2 separate regions of the Mus musculus genome follow, and region 1 is linked to region 2. Evidence: chromatin contacts called from public HiChIP or PLAC-seq data. All regions are on one chromosome and are shown on one strand. Each heading gives the region's core, a stretch centred on a gene start, on an enhancer-like site or on the middle of the called end of the contact. The rest is flanking DNA. Distances are from core to core; before and after follow the strand shown. Region 1 overlaps Fnbp1 (formin binding protein 1). Region 2 holds the start of Ncs1 (neuronal calcium sensor 1).

Region 1 (5,028 bases), core at 1,971-4,470, 200 kb before region 2:
AGACTCAAAATACAACCTCTGCAGAGAAGCCCTGCACTTGACAAACAAAAACACCTGCCAAGAGCCGGGCGTGGTGGCACACGCCTTTAATCCCAGCACTCGGGAGGCAGAGGCAGGCGGATTTCTGAGTTTGAGGCCAGCCTGGTCTACAGAGTGAGTTCCAGGACAGCCAGGGCTCCACAGAGAAATCCTGTCTCAAAAACCAAAAAAAAAAAAAAACCCACCTGCCAAGACTATGCCTTTCTATGTTTTAGAGGCTGAAGAGATGGCTCAGCAGTAAGAGTGTACTGCTTCATCACAAGGAGTAAAGCTTGGTTCCCAACTTGCCTATAATTCCAGCTCCAGGAGTTCTGATGCCCCTTCTGGCCTTTGTGGGTACCGCATGCATGCGTGTATATGCACACACACAGACTCACACAGACTCACACAGACTCACACAGACTCACACACACACACACACACACACACACACTGGATTTCTTCTTTCCAGACTGAGCTTGGGTTCTTTGACAGGGCACATCTGCCTTACCTCTGGTCCGTCTCCTTCTGTATCTCTCTATTGAGATCGTCAACTTTCTGTTGTAGTTTTTTCCTTCTCTGCTCAGGTGGGAAGTTGCTGAAGTCTTCTGGTGTGACACCCTGCAGACACAAACATAAATGAGACACCAGAGAGCCTTGCAGTGCCCCTGGGCAGGAGCAGGCAGACCAAGCCTGCAGACCTGCTGAGCCAGCTATGTTTCCCTGCTGCACCAGCTGAGATGCAAAAATCAAACACATGCAGACCTGGGAAGTCCCACAAATCACCACGTGTCATCTGCAAGGGCCAGAGCAACACAGGGAAGGCCAGGGTCAACCACACCGCAGGAGAGATGGGGGGAAATAGCTCTGACCCAGAAGGAGACCCAAAGACACATTTAGAGACTGCATACTCTGACTATTCCCACCCAGGACAGGAAGTGACGCTTCTCTAATGTAATCCAGTTCCTGTCAGTATTGTGTCTAAGTCTCTGCTTTCCCCTTAGTTGAAGTGTCCCTAACCATCTCTCCTCTCAATGCTGAGGCAGTCAGAGCTCCTGCCCCTGTGAGATGACAGACAGGCTTTCCATTGTGGATGTGAGCAAAAAGTACGATTTAAAAACCATCACCCCCTTCTGGTGTCACTTGTCCCTCGCTGACTCTGGGACCCCAGATTTACTTCCTACAGTGTACAAAACCAACCTCCCGTGCTTCTACTGTCAGAGCGTGTGGTAACACGCCCTGACCCCTTCTCTGCAGGGTTGAACCTGAGGCCTACATGTGCTAGACATGCATTGTACTTCCAGACTACAGTCTCAAACTCACAGTGATCCCCCTGCCTTAGTTTTCTAGGTAGTGGAATTAAAGGGGTAAACCACCACATCTAGCTCCTGATCCCCCCTCCCCAGACTTAAAAGATTTTATTTTAAAATTGTATGTGTAAGTGCCCATAGCCCATATGCACACGTGCACCTGTGTGTTCAGTGAAGAGGGCATTAGGGTCCCTGGAATGAGTTACAGGTGGTCGTGAGCTACAGGATGTTGGAAAAGAACTTGGGTCTTCTGCATTCTCCTAACTACCAAGCCGTCTCTCCAGCTCTGGCTCAGCTGAGTGCAATCCTTCAGACTCAGACTCCCGAGTGCCAGGGTCGCAGGCATGAGTCACCACACCTGGCTGGGACTCTCTTAAGCTCCTACTGCACTGTTGGCTCTTACTGTACTTTCAGTAGGCGCTCTCGGGGAGCTGGTCTTCCTCCAAGGACTGCCTCCTTGGCTTCAAGGCAGTACAAGAGCTCTTCCTTAAGTGAGGCCATTTTCATAAAGAATGAAATGTATTCAATGGACCCAGAGAAAGCCAGGAAATTTATAAAAAGAGATTTTACTTGAAAACCTCAATTCTTTTCAAACAAGAGCGAGACTGACTTGGTGGCCCAGGGAACGTGATTCTGGAATCCAGCTGGATTTGCCAAGCAGCTTACATGGGGGCTTGTGACAGAGGCTTCTAGGCTGATTAGGAGAAGCTGCTGCCGGGGGAGCACAGGAGTCAGCAAATGGCTCGCCCCTTAGGCCAGGTGGAGGTCAGCACTCCATCCTGAGACCCCCTGGGTGTGTGGTGGGTGTGGGAGCGGGAGAGGATGGGCAGTATTCCTGTCACCAGGCCAAGCATGGTCCTACAGGCCAGCGGCTCCCCTCTCCCACGCACACTAGTGAAACATCACTGTCTAGCTTTCTACTCATTCTATTTAAGCACTGAGCTTGGAGGAAAATCCATCTTTACAATATGTATTCATTCTACAATCTGTGGGAGTCAGCTCCATCTTTCAACCATGTGGGTCTCTGGAATTCATCGGGTTAGCACCAAACAGCCCATTCCAGTGAGCCAGCTTGGCGACCCTGATCATTGTTTCCTAGATTGGTGTATGTGTGTGTGTGTAGTTTGAGACAGGGTATCTTGGTTGTTTCCCATTGCATACTCTACCCACACAGTGCTAGGCTTATATACACGTCTGCCTGCTGCTGGGCTTATAAATACTTTCGCCTCTGGACTCATTTTCCCAGCCCTGAGGTTTTGTTTGTTTTGCTTTTAAATCTCAGACGGAACAAAATTCAATGCAAGTCATGGAGTTGTGTCAGCAAGGTGATCTGGGCAGTGGCCAGAGAGCCTTCTAGAACTTTCTGTGATGCTGGGGACATTGTGTGGCTGCACTGTACAGCTACTACAGCTGACTGCCCCACTTGAATGTGGCTGGTTCAGTGGTGACCCGACTCTTAGGACATGTATGAGGCTTGGACGGCATCTGAATGGCTTTGGAGACGCCTGTAAGGAACACTGCAGGCTGGTGGCTTGTGACTGGCCCTAGAAGAGGAAGGACTAGTTACTCATGACAACAAAATCATCATCTTCAATTGATAAAAGGTCCATCGAAGAGCCAGGTCCCTCTCAATAGCTACCCTGGCTATGTCAACAGTGTTATTACTTGAAAACAAGTCACTGGGAAAACCTCACACCTTGGTTGCTATGGAGATTCAGGTCAGCAGCTTCTCATAGAAACTTAGGATCTATAGAAAGGGTGTCTCACCCAATTGGGCTTTTGAAGTTTAGATTTTCTCAAACAAAGCTGTGGCAGGTGACTCACTCTGCGGAGAAGGGGCTCTTGTTTCTAGCGCTGAGTCATGGGGGATGTCTCTGACACAGCCAGAGTGACCCAGTTTGTAGAATGGTGGAACCTGCCCTGGAGGGTGTGGCCAGACACACCCAGGTTAGAGGGGTCTGTATTCGGCCTTGCCCCATCTTCTGATGGGACCCACACTGCTCCCGGGCACAAGCCCGGATAAAACAGATGTTTGCTTGTACAGCCAATTCATTTTCTACCTCATAGTTCACGTCTGTGTGCATGTTTGTGGTACATGCTGATGCGTGCATACCCAAGGGGTTGCTCCAGCTGGACGTCAGGCATCTTTCTCCCTCTGTATCTTACAGCCTTGGATCTGGCTTTTCAGTTGAGGCTGGGTGCCCCAGTGCCTTCCTCACACTCACCTATCTCCACCCCTCAGTGCCAGGGCTGAAGATATATGCAGCCATACTTGGCTTTCTTGATGGTATTGGAATTTAAACATGCCTTCAAGCTTGTCAGGACAAGCAGCCCTACCCACTGTGCCATCTCTAAATGCCATGGAAGCAACAGCCCACTCCCAAGCTGGTGAAAGGATTTGTTTCCCAAAAGGAAAGACTGCTTAAAGTTATTCAGCATCCAGACCTCTTCCATCTGAGAGACCCCTCTTGACTGCAGACTCTTCCCGGGGTTTCATTTTTGAGAAATATTATTTAATAAAAAAATTAATTATATATGTCTTTGAGATTGACTGGACTGTGGATAAAATAGAGTCAGTTGAGAAATGATGTATGTACACGTATGCATGTGCACAGCTACAGGAAATTCATGGGCACATGGCACATGTCATGCCAGGCCATCAAGAGTAGGACACCCAGCAAGAGTGATACCCCAGGTATTACTCTGTGGTTAGCTAACATGGTCCATTACTGTGAGAATGGAGGAATTGCTCTGCCTTGGCATTCAGGAAGATTCCATGACTTTAATCTTTGTGTGTGTGTGTGTGTGTGTGTGTGTGTGTGGCTGGGGATGGAATCTGGGACTTTGCCTGTGTTAGGCAGACTCTACTACTGAACCATGAACCATGTCCGCAGTCCTCATTCATTCTCAAAGCATAGTGGGTTATGTTGGTTAAGATTTTCTTTTAATAAATCAGTTACTCAGGCTGTTTGCTTGAATTACACCATGAAGGAGAAGCAAGACAGACAGATGCTAGGTAGATAGCTCAGGCAAGGATGGACCAGGAGTTCTCTTTGTCCATCAAAGCATCTATGGCCCCTGGAATCAGCTTTACCCAATGCTCCCACCAAAGATCATAGCTTCCCACTGGTCTTCCCTACCAGAAACCTGAGCAGTCATGACAGGCATGACACATGCATGACTGTCTCCTTCAGGGTCTCTCTACATAGCTCTGGCTGGCCTGGAACTCACTCTGCAGACCAGGCTGGCCTCAAACTCACAGAGATCCTCCTGCCTCTGCCTCCCCAGTGTCTCCTTTAGGCTCTCAGTTTTGTTTTGTTTTTTGTTTTTACCTATCTACTCCTGTGGCTCCCAGGAAGGGACTACCTACCCAGAATGATCCAGTAGGAAGACCCCCCCCCCTGCTCCTCAATTTCTGACAATTACATTCAAATGAATATAGATAATTGATCAATGCTTGGCAACTCTAAGGTCCCCAAAGTAAAATAAAATAAAATCATGTTAAGCATTAATTTTCTTAGTAAGTAAGACAGTCACGCAACCAAACACCAACAAAAGCACCCACAGGAGAATGAAGGGGAACAGTTAATGTCGGGGGCAGGCTGCCCGGGGCAGAGCACACACAGCACACACCAGAACCCAATTAGACCAGGGACATGCACGGGATGTGGTGCTTACCAGCTTGAGAGAAAGCTTCGTG
Region 2 (4,617 bases), core at 16-2,515:
CCTGCTGGCTCAGGAGGGAATGGCTTCATCTTGCCATGGTCTTTCCAGGGCTCTGGTTCCTGGCATGGGTCATTCCTCCCCTACCCGATCTATTTTCATGCCTTTCCCTGAGAACTCTTCCTCCTAATGTTGTCTAAGCCAGTTGTGAACCAGGGATCCTACTGCCTCCCCACCCACTTCCCTGTTTAGCTGGGCTGGCTCCCTGGCCTCTGCTACTAAGACTGGCTCACAGAAGTTGCCACTGGCCCTCAGGGCCTTCTGAGAGCAAGACATATTTCTGCTCCCCTCCCCCTGAGGCTCATTCTTTGGAAGAAGCAAGCGCCAATGGACTAAGAGGTCCAAGTTTTCCTGAGCTGTTAAGGAGACAGAGTTGGGCAGAAAGTCAGGAGAGGTCTCAATTACGATGACATTTTGGGAGGAGGGGAGAGCAGGCCATCCTTTTCCTGGAGTCCTTCCCCAGCTGCAGGCTTCCAGGCATGGAGCCCCACCAACAGGCTCTGCTCCCTCTGGCCACTTCAAGCAAGCCCCACAACAGAGAAGGTTTGAACTGCAAGTACTCCTGGGCACCGGGGACAGAGGCCAGGTCTTTGGGGAAAGCGGCTTGCCAGGCTGGTCTCCAGAAGCTCTGGCCCTTCTGCCTGGCCTCAGATCATTCCCAGCCTTGCCTGGAGCCCCGGGTGTAGAGGCTGCTCTCCCTCCCAGGCCAGACCCCTTCCAGGTTGATACCCCATTCCTCTCTCAATCTGAAGTCACTTCCCTCAAGGCCAGGCAAAAGTGTTCCCACCGAAACCCATGCCAGCCAGCACATCAGGATGCTCCTGGAGAGGTCTGGGATCGCGTCTGTCCTCTTGGCCGCCAGGTCCCCAGCGCCCAACACATCTAAGTGGAATGAATGAATTGCGCCGGGCAGGGATTTGGCCTCGTTCACGTCCGATTTTCCGGGCCCTCCCTGCCCACGCCGCTGCGGAGAGGGGGGAATGGATCGGCGGAGGGGGCGGTGCGGCGACCTCCCAGCGTCCCCGGAGAGCCAACAGGAGAGGGGGTGCCTCAACGCGGAGCTCGCGCCTGTCGGAGCTGGGCGGGAGGTGGCGCCGGGCGATGAGTGGCGGCTCCGAGTCCACCCCTGGCGCGCCGGTGCGGGCGGGAGGCGGGGAGCGTAGGGGCGGCGGCGGCGCAGCAGTAGCGAGCATGTGCTACGCAGCCCAGTAACCAGGGACGACCGCGGCAACCGAGCCCCGGCGGCTGCGGCTCTCAGCCCCGCGCAACTCCTCGCCGTGGCCGCTTGCACCGCCAAGGCCTGGCCCTCGCCGGGTCCCCGAGGCCCCTTGAACCGTCAGCCGCGGTCGCGCAGCACGCCGGAGCCCCGCGCACGGGACGCGCGGGCACGGCCAGACAAAGGCGCGGCCCCGGCCCGGCCCAGCCCGGCCTGCCGGCCTCCGCGCACCCCGGCCCGACCCAACCGCTCCCGCTGGGCGCCCCGAGCGGGTCCGGCCCGGGGAGCGGGGGCCGCGGCCGCCGAGCATGGGGAAATCCAACAGCAAGTTGAAGCCTGAAGTTGTGGAGGAGCTGACCAGAAAAACCTACTGTGAGTGAGCCCCGATCCCAGATCCCCGATTCCCCATCGAGCCGCGACCTTCCCTCCGCCCTTCCCGGCCGCGCCCCTGCCCCGCACCTGGCCCATTGTTCTATCCGCGCCCCCGCCCCCGGCCATGGCTGGGTGTCGCCTGTCAGCGTGCTCCAGGGACCACTCTGGGTCCTCAGGGCATCCGCAGCCCACCCGCTGCTCCCCTCCTGTCCGAAGGACCCGGGCTGTGCCGGGGCGGGGGGCAGTGGTCCCAGGAGGGGGCGCCCGGGCGTTGTGTGGCTCTCCTGCTTGGAGCAGGGTGGGTGGGTGATTCATGCTTAATGATGCTGCTGCGGCTCCTGCCTCTTGCGAGGTTGGCCTGTCGCCCCCTCCCTGGCAAGTGTGACTGTGTTGGGAGGAAGAGGGCTGGCGAGACTGGTAGAACGCTCAGGTAGTGACGGTAGAGGGCCAAGGGTCCTGGGCGCCCTCTTAGATGTCGCACGGTTGGGCTGTATTCTCCATCCCCCCTTCCCTTCTCCTGTCTCTACCGCACCAGGAAATGGGTTTACATGGCCCGAGCTGACGAGCGAAGGAAGGTCTGTCCCACTCCACGGTCCACTAGATCAGTCCCAGGCGTGGCTCTCCACTTGCCCAACTTCACAGATCTGCCTCTGCATCTTTAGTGCCTCCACACCAGGTGTCCCCCCTCCTCGCAGCCTCTCCAGGGGTGGCCCTGGAAGTGGGTCCTGGGAAGCTTTGGCTGAGCGCTCTGCATCACCCGGAAAGACAGGCAGTTAACTGACAGCTCGGTGTAGATGGAGGCTCTGGTGCAGTGCATGGTCTCTGCTCTCACCCCCACCCCCACCCCCGGTATCGGTCTTCTGAGCACGTTTGCAGGTCTTGGTCAACCTAGTGCCTTAGCCCCATGCTCCTCACTCTCCCAGACTTAGAACAAAGGGGGCTTTACTGCCTGGGCTCTCCTGGCCCCTGTCCTGAGGAGTTGGACACCTTGGAGGTCACATCCAGGAGAACTATCCTTCCCAGCCCAGGCTGCCTACTCTCTCTTTCCAGATTGGGTGGGTAGCTTTTTCTAGCTTGTTGCTGTTTGTGAGGTTAACTGGACCCTCGAAGGTGTGGCTCACAGCCATTAGCAGGTAGGCTATTGGTGGGACACCCTCCCTCCCTGAACGGGCCAGGACCCCAGGGTGTGGGGAGGGTAGAGGGCTCCATGGACTTCTCCAGGAACCATGGCATGTGGTGTACCATGCTGTCTCCATGATGGTGAGGCTGGGGGCCACCAATGAGCCCTGTGAAGTCAGGGTCCTGCTTACTGAGTGTGTCATGCACCATCGGCTGTGTCCTTAGCACAGCTGTACATCAACAGCTTGTCCTGTTCTGGGCACTCCAGCTGCTCATAGAGAGGAAGGCAAGGCTGGGAGATGTGAGCTGGCATCCCTGGCTTATGCCAAGAGCCCTCTGTGCCTCTCTTTCCTACCCTGGCCCAGTGCTGGATTTGAAAGACCTTTCGTTCAGCCCCATCTCTGAAGGGCTGGCCATTAACTTGGGAAGAATGGGGCCAGCAGAACTCTTGTCAGGCACTGGCCTGGTGAAGTTCCGCTGAGCTATTTTTAAAGGGCTTTTGTGATGTGGAGCAGTTTTGTTCAGGGATTGAGGCAGTCTGGGCACTTCCCCCTCATCCAAGGCCTCACTTAGGGCTGGGGGACTCACTTGCTTCTCTCTTATCTCCCTGTGAACACCAGCTCCCTCCAGGCAAGTCTATGTGGTTGGTCCACAGCTGCGCTCTCTCTCTCTCTTTCTCTCTCTCTCTCCCCTCTCTTCCAGGGAAATACTGAGTAGGGAGTTAAGGGACGCATCATCCAGGAAGGATTCCCAAATGTCACCATCTCCTATCCCTGCTGCTTGGCTTGCTCTTCTCTTAGGTCTGGGCTGAGCTCTGGAGTTGAGTTCTTGACAGTGTGAATTATGAGGCCGGAGAGATGCTTTGTGCAAGCATGAGGACCCGAGTCAGGTCCCCAGCACACACCTATGTAAGCTGGATACTGTGGTTCATGCTTATAACTCCAGCACGGGGAAGGCAGACATAGAGGGATTCTGGGAGCTCACTGGCCAGCCAGTCCAGTGAAATGGCCAGCTCTGGGTTCATTGAGAGACACCAGCCCAAAGAATAAGGCGGAGGAGCTGGAGAGATGGCTTAGCGGTTAGGAATGAGCACTGCTCTTCCTTAAAGACCAGAGTTCAATTGCCAGCCCCCACATGTGTGGCTCACAACTGCCTGTAACTCCAGCTCAATGTGAGCCACAGTCTCTGGTCTCTATGGGTTCTGTATTCACACACACAACTGCTCCAAGCTCCTTGCACATAATTAAAAATAAAACAAACCTTTAAAAGCAAAGGAAGGTGGAAAGCTGTAACATCCAGCATTGACCTCTGGCCTTCAGCTGCAATCGAAAGGGTAGAATACATCTACACACAAACCAACACACAGAACAAGAGTGAGAGTCATATATTGATTTTGGTTCTTGGTTCTGGGGAGACCCAGTTAAAGAAACATAGCCTGGCACATACTCCAGGTCCCTGACTGTCCTGTGCTGCAGGGTCCAGGTTGGGGACCCAGTGGTCCTACCTGAGTCTATGCTGGGCACCATCCCGGGTTGTGTGGAGGCAGGGGTGGGGGGAGAGGAAAGAAGGGGAGAGAGTGTGTAAGCAGGGGAGGCTGAGGGCTCCATGAGAAGGCTCCACAAGGACTTGACCACACATCTGGATTCATACCTGGCTTGAGCCTGGTCCAAGATAACCTTCTGTCAGGCTTAATGCCCTGGAACTTCCTGTGCTCTTCCTGTGCAGATGAGATTATCTACTGACACTGTGCACGCCTGCTCTTCTCTGGAACTTCCTCCATCTCTAAGGGGACCAGGTTAGCAAAGGTGAAGACCCTCTACCTCTGCCCCCCAGCCTAGGCAGGACTCACAGACGGGCATGAGCCGCAGTGGGAGTACTGAGGGGACGAGGCGGGGGTCTGCCTCACTCTCATA

What was found. HiChIP or PLAC-seq counts read pairs in DNA pulled down with a chosen protein or histone mark.
Region 1: an HNF4G HiChIP or PLAC-seq map of pancreatic cancer cells shows a contact between it and region 2. The contact joins the enhancer-like site here to the promoter of Ncs1 in region 2. A contact is called at or near these places in 2 of 39 promoter capture datasets (both in liver), 3 of 115 datasets of contacts at active chromatin or transcription factors (embryonic stem cells, pancreatic cancer cells and regulatory T cells) and 2 of 9 other capture datasets (embryonic stem cells and liver).

Annotation. Positions count from the first base shown.
Region 1 is chr2:31,039,876-31,044,903 of GRCm38.p6, forward strand. Fnbp1 (formin binding protein 1) reads right to left here. Exons shown (of 17, transcript NM_001177648.1): 11 at 5,007-5,021; 12 at 530-639. Among named protein-coding and RNA genes, the nearest start is that of Gm39786, 46 kb to the left of the region's middle. Within about 2 kb of position 3,221, at least 49 of the 459 cell types and tissues checked have an H3K27ac peak or open chromatin away from gene starts, as enhancers often do. A contact at or near this core is called in pancreatic cancer cells, where this site is marked.
Region 2 is chr2:31,244,658-31,249,274 of GRCm38.p6, forward strand. Ncs1 (neuronal calcium sensor 1) reads left to right here and starts at 1,266. Exons shown (of 8, transcript NM_019681.3): 1 at 1,266-1,585. The coding sequence starts at 1,522.